Regions from separate parts of the Anser cygnoides genome. Here region 2 is linked to region 1. A link is a contact called in public Hi-C data. All regions are on one chromosome and are shown on one strand. The core of a region is the stretch at or near the end of the contact, and the rest is flanking DNA. Distances in the headings are between cores, read along the strand shown.

Region 1 (4,621 bases), core at 1,398-3,897:
TTTCAGGGACGCGGGAGACTTTGGGGAATAAAAAGTACTGGCTCAAACCTGCAATTACACATTTCTAGTAGTCTAAAAGGGGAAAAATGGCTAAAGATAATGCCTACCCCTGTGACCAATGCAATGACACGCACCCTTCAAAAAGAGGGTGTAATTATGGGGCCATATAATTCTAACAAGTAAACCCACAAGAATCCATCCCTACTATATGGGCATAGCTCTAGCCCACAGGAACATTTTAGCTCATTTATTTATACAGATTCATTCCTAACGTTCAGAAATACCATCCCATGCCTTAGGTAAGTCTTGCTTTGGATAACAAAACCTCAGCACTAACCTCCCTAAATTCCACTCAGTTGCACTGCAATCTGTGCAAAATTTGAAGCACAAGTCTTCCTTTTCATGCCTCTGCCCTCCAGTTTCCCCTCTTCTATAGAGATTTTTCCCCTCTTTCTCAGATTCCTGAACAGCATTAGTTCTTATTTCCTATTTTCCTTCTTTCTGCCATCCCTCCTCCTCCAAGGCATTCTTGTCAAACTATTAATTTCACCTTATTTGTCAGTACAGCAGCGCTCCATGACTGTGCTTTGCCGAACAAATGAACAGTTACACCTACCTTAAGATTCTTCTCACTCCACTGACTCTGCAGAAGAGGCAGTTTGTAAAATGCAAAGTAATATTAATATCTCCGCTCAGGAACTTCCACTTCGCTTTGCTAAGCTTTCATTTTGATTGAGCTCTGTTCTGAAAAGACACGACTAGCACTGGGCGTCTGCTCTATAACTCATCTGCGCCGCTGGCTGAGAATATCAAATAAGTCTGAATAACTTTAATATTAGATGTATTTTTTTTTCCCTTACTAAAGCAAATTCATATGAACGTCATCAGAACTTACTTCCACAGCACTGTTCGGAGAACATACTGTCTTGAACCCCAAACAAATGAACAGTAAAATATTTCCATTGATTTAACAGAACTGATCTAATCCCTTGCATCTCTTTAGATGAGTATTATACACCATTTCAGGGATATGCTCTACCTGCAGGAATAAAGCTTGCTTTAGCCTATAATAACATTCTGTACAACTGCCACTCCAATTTAAATGGTTTAAACCCAAGCCTTTATTTAAACAGATGAGCTTTCATTTGACGATACAGACAAGATATAAAAAACTTCTCCGGTAGTCCCTCCATAAAGGGCATTTTAATACTGTATTTGTACAAAAAAATTTACCAAAATGAGACAAAAACCATCACAAGATCTCCACAGCTAACACCCTCATTTCTGACGGGATGATGGAAAACTATTATGCACAAACATCTTTCTGCAGATTTGACTTCTCACAGAACAAGCTGAGAAACAGCTGAGAGCTGAGCTGTTGCTCTTCATGTTATAGGGTTACCTTTGAAGCACCGACTAATCACAAAGCAAGGCTCCCTGATTTGCTTTTCCTGCTTGCAGAAACAGCTGCCAATGCTTCTCCAAAACCATCCTTTCCTCTTATCTGAGGGATTGTATAAGTCCAGCGCAAGCACGCATGAGTAATTCTTCATTACCTGTTCGCAGCATGGCTGGCAGCCCCAAAAGATGTCTCAATAAAAACCTAAACTGTGGGCACTGATATTATTGGCTAGAGTTTACTTTCAGCATTTCCAAATAGACAAACAGCTGGAGTGGCTCAGGCCAGCTACGTGTCAGTTCAGCCCAGTATTCTGTCTCTCCCAGTAACAAACGAATGGGGAAAAAAAAAAATCAGAAAACCACCAAGAACGTGTAAGTAGGGACAAAGAAAAACAACTGCTCTCTCGTTGCACCTCTCAGCTGCCCCGCTGGATATTGCATCTGACCACCGCCAGCCTTCGGTGGACCTGTCTTCCACTATTTTTTTTAATCCACATCTTCCATCTTCTGCAATATCTAGTTACTTTAAGTTTTACAACTTAATACTTTTGAAAAACACACTGTTGTTTTAAATAGGCAGATACGTGGATACTGATGAGTATTCCCCATGATGCTTCTACTATTAAAAATAACAACTAACCTCTGCCCCTTTACCTTGTTCAGACCACTTATTGTTCTATAGGTCCTACAACATTCTCTTCATTCTTTTTTTTCTCCTTTTTTTTGGCCAAAAAACTTCCAGCCAGTTATGTTAATAACTTGTTAACTAGTAACTATCACTGGACAGAACCACTGCTGAGTACCTTCCCCTTAACTGCTTTAAACGGCAGCTGGATCCTGCTTCCACTGTAGCAGCCTCTCCATTAAATCTTCAAACGCTGCTGCAGTGACGGTACCTCCTCTGCACTGCTGTAATAACGGTACCGCCGAGATGGGAGAAAGTCTCTCATGTGACATGGGGCAGAACTGAGGGGATAAAAGGCTTGCTCAAACACGGCAGGGAAGAAGAAGGCTGAGCGTTTGGCTCGGTCCTGTTTTAGCCGCTGGACTGCCCTTATCGCAGAACGCACATTTGCTTTGGAGGCGAAGGTTCATCACAAGCGCGCACAGCTCAGCCAGAGGATCACAGCAAGAGAAAATGAGAGCAGAGCACTTTAAGAGCGCCCTGGGAAGCTGTAACCTGAAGCCTGCCGAAGGCTGGGCTGGGGAGGCAGCAAAAAGCAGATGTGGCTGCGTTGAGCCCGCACTGGCCCCGGCTCGCACCCGCTGGGAAGCTGCGGCAGCGGCGGCCGAGAGGAGCCCGAGGTAAGGGGCAGCTCGGGCTGCTTGCGCTGCCCCCGTGTCGGCAGCCAGCGGCCAGGGAGTGCCAGGGGTGTAAAGGGTGCAGGGATGATGCTGGGGAGCTCTTGGGGAGCCGGGGAGTGGGGAAAAAAACGGTTCTGCTGCAGGCGTGAAAAGGCGCGACGCCCGCCAGGTAGGTGAGCAATCTCAGCGAGGGTTGGCAGCCAGCAGCATCCCAGGGCACCTCTTTGCCACCGGGGCAGACGTGTGCTCAGGGACTGGGGGATTTTTTTCCCCTTTTCTGCCCTTCTAGTACCTGTGTTGCAGCTGGGAAGAGGCTTTTTCTTTGCAACGGTAACAATTTTGGCGATAGTCAACTCCTCTAGGTCTGGTGGTCGCAGGATGCCTCAGGAGTGGTGCTGTGGGGTGGAGCAATCACCTGAGGTCTGAGCTCGTGGGTGCTGTTTCGTAGGAGCCCTAAAATCAGAAGCATTCATAAACGATTTGAGACTTGTACCACTGTAGATGGAAAGCAAAACATTTCACTTCGCACCTGCAGGCCTTCGCAAACAGACAGCTCCAAGGCGCAAAGTTCCTCCTCAGCTCATTTCTCGTTTCTTCCTGTACCTTCCTGACTGTAACATCACACGCTGCATGCTGTTGCTCCTTCTCTTCTTTTTAAAGGCAGCTACAGATTGAAATAGCATGCCTGAAAACATCCAACACCTTTTCTCCAACCAAATTCTTCCCTCTCTGCATTTTTGGCTGTGGACTAAAGGCCATGCAAATAGAATCCAGATGTTCAGGCCAATTCAAATGCAAAAGGCTTTGTCCTTCTAAAATGGAAATTGCTTTTTGGCAAAGTTCGAGAAATATGAAGCTGGTGACAGTACTGGCAAAAACAATATAAATCTGCAAAACCAATCTCCGCTCCTATACTCCCAGGAGCTCAGTATAGTTGGAAGCAGGGATTGTGCTGAACCTTTTTTTCAGAGAAAAGGTTACGCTCCATGGAAAACCATCTCCAAACCAGACTGGGCCAAACCTCTTCTGCTCAGCATGCGAGAACACCGCTTGGTGCAGGCATCCTCAAAAGCCCTAGCGCCATGCCCTAGCTTTGCTTAGACGCATGCAGGGCTTGTCATCTCTGTTTCAGCGTGGTGCCTATTCATTTTAAAGCTCTGCAATGATACAAGCAATCCCAGCATCATACCCACTGTCATACCACCAAACATGGTTTGTTGCAGTGTAATAAGTCCTCTTAATAAGCATTTCCTGCACCAGAATATCTCATCTACTCAGCAACTGGGATAGCACGATGCGAGTGCACAGGGAAAAGAGGTACCACTTTTATCTTACACTGCCTAAACATACGCGAGAACTTCAGACGTCCACCGTGACACCACTCTCTCCAGGACAGAAGTACCTCCAGAAGAAAAGGGTTTGGGGAGGAAAGGAAAACGGTGAGCTGTCTTTCACTGAAGGAAAACCTCTGCCTGAACAGACTGGGTCCTGAACTCTGGCTGTCGTAGCCACGTGGCTTTAAGTTGTATTTCTACCAGCAGGCATGTTTCCTTTATAGCTGCAGTTAATCTGAAACACATGTTATTTCTCTTACTTCGCTGGATGCTTGGATCACAGGGGTTAGTTAAATACAACCCTCTTCCTTTAATTTCTGGGAATCTATATAAACATTGCCTCAGACCAGCCGCAGTGGCGTCTGTACTCAGGGGCATGACACTTCTGCAGTAGCTCTGGTTTACCCGCAGTGAAACCCTGGGTTAACACACTGCCCTTTGGACCAGACAGATCTGTCTGGAAGGGCCACATATGCCAATGCTGGAGTGATTAAAAGTGGATTCCACAGAAGGAAGCTTATCAGCTTTGGAAAGTTTGGTACTTTTCTCCCACCTCCATTAAAAATATGGAATAAGCCAAG
Region 2 (4,621 bases), core at 611-3,110, 290 kb after region 1:
GTGGTTCCAAATTAATGTAAACTGGCATCACTCCTACCACACCACTGAGGGTATGTTAATGGCTACGGGTGAAGCTCCAAGAATTTCCCCTGAAGCCAAACCCTTCATTTTGCAGTAACAGACTTAGTGAGCGCAGTGTAGCATCTTTGAAAGTAACAGGACGTAACTGGCAGCGGAAACAAAAGGCACAATTTGTTAGCTGAGGTCCTTCTGAGGTCCTTTTGCATAGCTACATCCCTCCCATAGACAGCACTGCAGCTGGAGGCCAGCCTTCATGCTACAGAGACGTGAAAATGAGAGGCTTCATTTCAGCCGTTGATTGCAACCTTAGGACATCACAGAAAATAGAAAAAAATGACTTTGCCATTGGTTGATTTTGTCACTGCACCTTTTCAAACACTAATTCAACATTAAGTGGATGCAAAAATGTGGGCAATATAATTCATTTGAAAGATTTTTCTCATTCTTTTTGTACCGAGGGTGAAATGCTAAAGCTCAGGATCAGCAGTTATTTAACATGATGCTGTTTCTTGCGAGCAATGTGCCTGAATCAAGCTGGCAAGAAAGCTGTGAGTTTGCAGCTCTGGCAACTGAAACCCCACTTGTTTTTCAATCATAAGCGCATTAATGAAAAGAAACTAACCCCAGCAGAAAAGGGAGGAGAGAGAGGAATAGCAGAAGCTCCTTGTGGAGCTGACATCAGATGACCTAATGTCTTTGCTTCTCCGCTCTCTCTGCTTGACTAAGCTATAAACAGAGCTGTGACAATTAATACCAACAAAATGGAAACATTATCATCATTATGTGAAGCATGCACTTGCATGATCTACCAAATAAAGACATCAGTGTCCCTAACAGGGTGCTCCCTTTGGAATTAAAAACTTCAGTTCAGTTCCTGTGTATTTACAAAATCAAACAACCCGCTGCTTGTATCTTGGAAGTTTCTTGCATCTGGTGTAAAAATTGCCAGTAATTTCCCAGGAACCCATTTAAAAAATAAAATTTAAAAAAATTACCCTGCAAGCTACTAAAGCTGCGCCTAAAAACATGCCAGATAAGAGATAATAGGGGTAAAAAAAGTATAGCCTGATGTTTGCAAATTTTTGCATTGTAGCCAAACCTTTCCCAATCCATTCAGACACACCAGGCTATGCCAGAAGACGTTATTAGTTTCCCTCTTGGCCCTAAGCATTTCATGTAACTTGCCGGGCTGTCATGTAGCAGGAACTGAGTTCTGACCCGACCTTAGCATTTCCTCTGTTACTCTTTAAACAGAGTAGAAGAAAACTGTCATGAGGCTGGTCCTCAGCCTGTGCAGCCGCAGGAACCCCTGCTCACACCTGGTAAGGGCTGCAAGTCCCTTTCTGCAAGGGGACTTGATGTGGCATCTGGTGACAGGAGCTCTGCTCTAGTGGATTTTGCTGCCCAAAGAATTTCTCAGTGGATACAGTGAAGTTTACATGGCATTTTGTCTAGCTGTTTCTAATCTCCATATCTGAGGGTTACATAGGCAGTGCTTTTCAATATTCTACAATATTTTAAAAGTATTTTTAACCTATTGTAGAGGGAATGGTTTATCTTTTTATGGAAGGTATCTATTCCAAGAAGACATTATGGAAGACCAAAACTTTAATATTCTTTAATATTTATGCTTTTAAAAAACAGCTTGGCCCACAAGGAGTTAATTCTCTCCTGGATTTACCGGTTATCAGAAAGGTTGTCTTAAGAAAGTTCCCGATCCGACACTCTTTTGCTCTCCCCTCCCTTCTTTGTTCTCTTCCTTCTTTCTCTGATTACAGTTCCAAAAACAACACCCAGCTGCCAGAGGTCAATGTTTAATATTCTCCAGGGCTTATATAGTCCCCAGGAGCAGAGCTCAGGCCTTTCAGCACTGGGCCAGCTCCAGCACCATGGCTGGCTTCTGGCAGATGACCCTAGCCTGCTGGAAATACCTGATCATAGTGCTAGTGCCCCTTTTGTTTCTGCCTCTGCCTCTGGCTATTGATACCAAGGTAAGAACCTTTTAAATTGAATTTGAGAGTCAAATCCCTCCTTAGAGCTGTTCCTTTTAAGTGACAGAGCTGAAGTGAACATGCAGATTCTTTCTCAGAGGCATTTCCTTCATTTATAGCATGAAGAGCTTCTTGCTCTGAGCAGACGCCATAGACACTGACAGTGGGGGATATAAAAGCAATAGGACCTCGATGGATGAGCAGACGCATCTGTGACTGGATATTCTAGAAGCATGCACAGTGACACGACCTTTTAACTTTTGCTTCCCACCTGACTTATCAAAGCACTTTCTATGCTGAAGCTCATACCCGTGAATCTAATTTACCTCCTAAAGCTCAATTCTAATCCCACTTCTGATTTTCTAAAACTATCCAGTCCACATCCTCTTTTAATGTTTGTTTTTTTTTTTTTTCTCATCATTGTTTCCAGATAGAAGAGACATTTTCTTAGTCAAATGGACAAGGCAATCTGATACATAAGGAAATAATAAAATGTACTTCACTTTTTTTTTAAAAGCATTATTTCTGTAATAATCTTTCCACGCGATGATTTAAAATATAAAATGTCAAGTTTTGGAAGAGCAATCACTTAAGATTCCTTCAGAAGAAGTTAACTGTAAAAACCTATAGTAGTAGGGCAGGTATTTCTGAACCATTGATCATTTAAATACAACACCGAGAGCAGGCAGAGTGCCAGCATCCAGATTATTCTTCACTCTGGCTTTTTTCTTCCACTCCCACTCGCTTAATGCAGACAGATCTAATCTCTGCTCTTCAGGTCTCTTATTGCAGCCCGAGTATCATTAAACAGCAAGTCCCGATCGTCTCTCCTGTCACATCTTTGGATGTCAAGTCCTTCCTCTTTCCTCTGCTCTCTGCCTGCCCGCCTGTCTCCTGATCCCTCCTCTCTCCCAGTTTCTGGTCTCCTTCCCCAGGCTTCATCCTTCACTCCATCTGCTCTTACCTGTCTTTTTGTGCAGCTCCTTCTTCCTCGCAGCTCTTTTTCTCGGTGTTTTCAGAGACTTTCTGGAGCTACGGCCAGAGGATTGCAAGCCAGAACAACAGAGTGGCACTAGCACGGGGTGAAATGTGGTAACTGATCAGGCATGTCCTCCTATTCCCCTGCTATGCAAATAAAACAGCTTAAACTCTCACTTAAAAGCTTACTAAGAAGAAAAACAAACAAAAAGTCTTTTTTTTTTTCTACTTAACTTTGCATAGGCAAAAGTGCTACTGAAGTTAAAAGAGATGTGGCTCATATATCTTCTAAAGAAGCCGGAAATAGAGGTGTTTTTCCTGAGGCCACCAGTTCATACTTATTTGCTAGAGTCATTGTTATCATACAGTAAGTCATTGGTATTGTCAATCAGTGGAATAACTTGTCAGTCATGGTTCAGTTCCCATTTGAAAATGGCTCTGGTTTCTGTGTAGGCAGCTACAACACAAAGGTTTAAATGGTCTGGACACGCTTTTCCCCTTGTAAACTGTAAGAAGCTTTCTGGTGTTAGAACTGTGCGTTGTGGTACTGCTATGGCAGAAAAGCTGGTACTTCAGCGTGCAGAACCATGAATAGATCATTTATTTGATGGGATTTTATATTTTCCTATTCTGTTGAGCTATTAACCTGTACTATAGTGATACAGCACTGGACACTAAACTATTATAAGTGACGGGACAATGCTAAAGATTTAATCTAAAGACAGAGGAATGAGAAAGCAGTTTTCCGTATAGGACCACTGGCTTTGTGAACAGCCTTATCCCAGCTTTTACTGCAAGCCTGTTCACAGCAGACTGGAAAACAGCACTGTGAACATGATACATGTTCCAAGGCCCTGCTGGAGTCTCTCAAAAGGCTCCAGTTGGTGTCTCTTACTAACAAAAAATAGAGAAAAATAAAAAAAAAAAAGGATCATCAAAATGGGAAGGTTTTTACTACCATGCTGCTCTGTTAATTTGCTACCTAAATACCTCATCTTCTTTCCTCCAGACTGCTCAGCTCGCCTGTTCATCCTTTTTCCTTCACCAGCTCTTTAGCTTCCACGCCACATTCAGAAGTTCTGAACATGTCCTAAAGCATCGCCAGTTTGATCCTCCCTGCCAGCTCCTTGGTTTGATCCTCTGTCATCTAGCCATTGCATTTTCCATCTGTTTTGCTTTATTGCTTTCTCAATAAGCATCAGTACACTTGCATTTGTTCCGTCCAGCATACTTTAAGTGGATATTCTAGATCCAAGACCGTGCAACCACTTTTTTCTTCCAAATCTTATGCTCTGGCCAGTGCTGGCACCCACTATATTGCTAATACCAAAACTAGGAAAGCACTTTATCCTGCAGTGTTAGTTTTCCTTGCCTTTTTTCAACTGTCATGCTATATGCTATGTTATGATACGTTATTTTGAATCCTTCTAGTGTCTGAGACTGAGTTAAATATTTTTATATAAAATTTGGAGTGGTTATCCAAAGCAAAACTAAATCAGTGTTTTCTCAGGAGAAAAAAAAAAAAAGTACCATGAAATAGGGCATCGTACTTTCTCCAGAGGAATAACTCATATTCAATGGAAGCTCAAACTGATCTGTGAACAGTTCGTCAGTGAGCATTTCAGGGTCTG

Evidence for each region. A called contact is a pair of places that touch in the nucleus more often than the background predicts.
Region 2: a contact with region 1 is called in a Hi-C map of liver, with 3 times the contacts expected there. The contact joins the promoter of SLC13A2 here to the promoter of SERPINF1 in region 1. A contact is called at or near these places in 2 of 7 Hi-C or Micro-C datasets (both in liver).

What each region holds. Positions count from the first base shown.
Region 1 is chr18:7,503,049-7,507,669 of Taihu_goose_T2T_genome, forward strand. SERPINF1 (serpin family F member 1) reads left to right here and starts at 2,648. Exons shown (of 8, transcript XM_013189919.3): 1 at 2,648-2,706. It overlaps SMYD4 (SET and MYND domain containing 4), which reads right to left. Exons shown (of 11, transcript XR_010825751.1): 11 at 2,706-3,159.
Region 2 is chr18:7,790,968-7,795,588 of Taihu_goose_T2T_genome, forward strand. SLC13A2 (solute carrier family 13 member 2) reads left to right here and starts at 1,861. Exons shown (of 12, transcript XM_013201346.3): 1 at 1,861-2,012. The coding sequence starts at 1,911.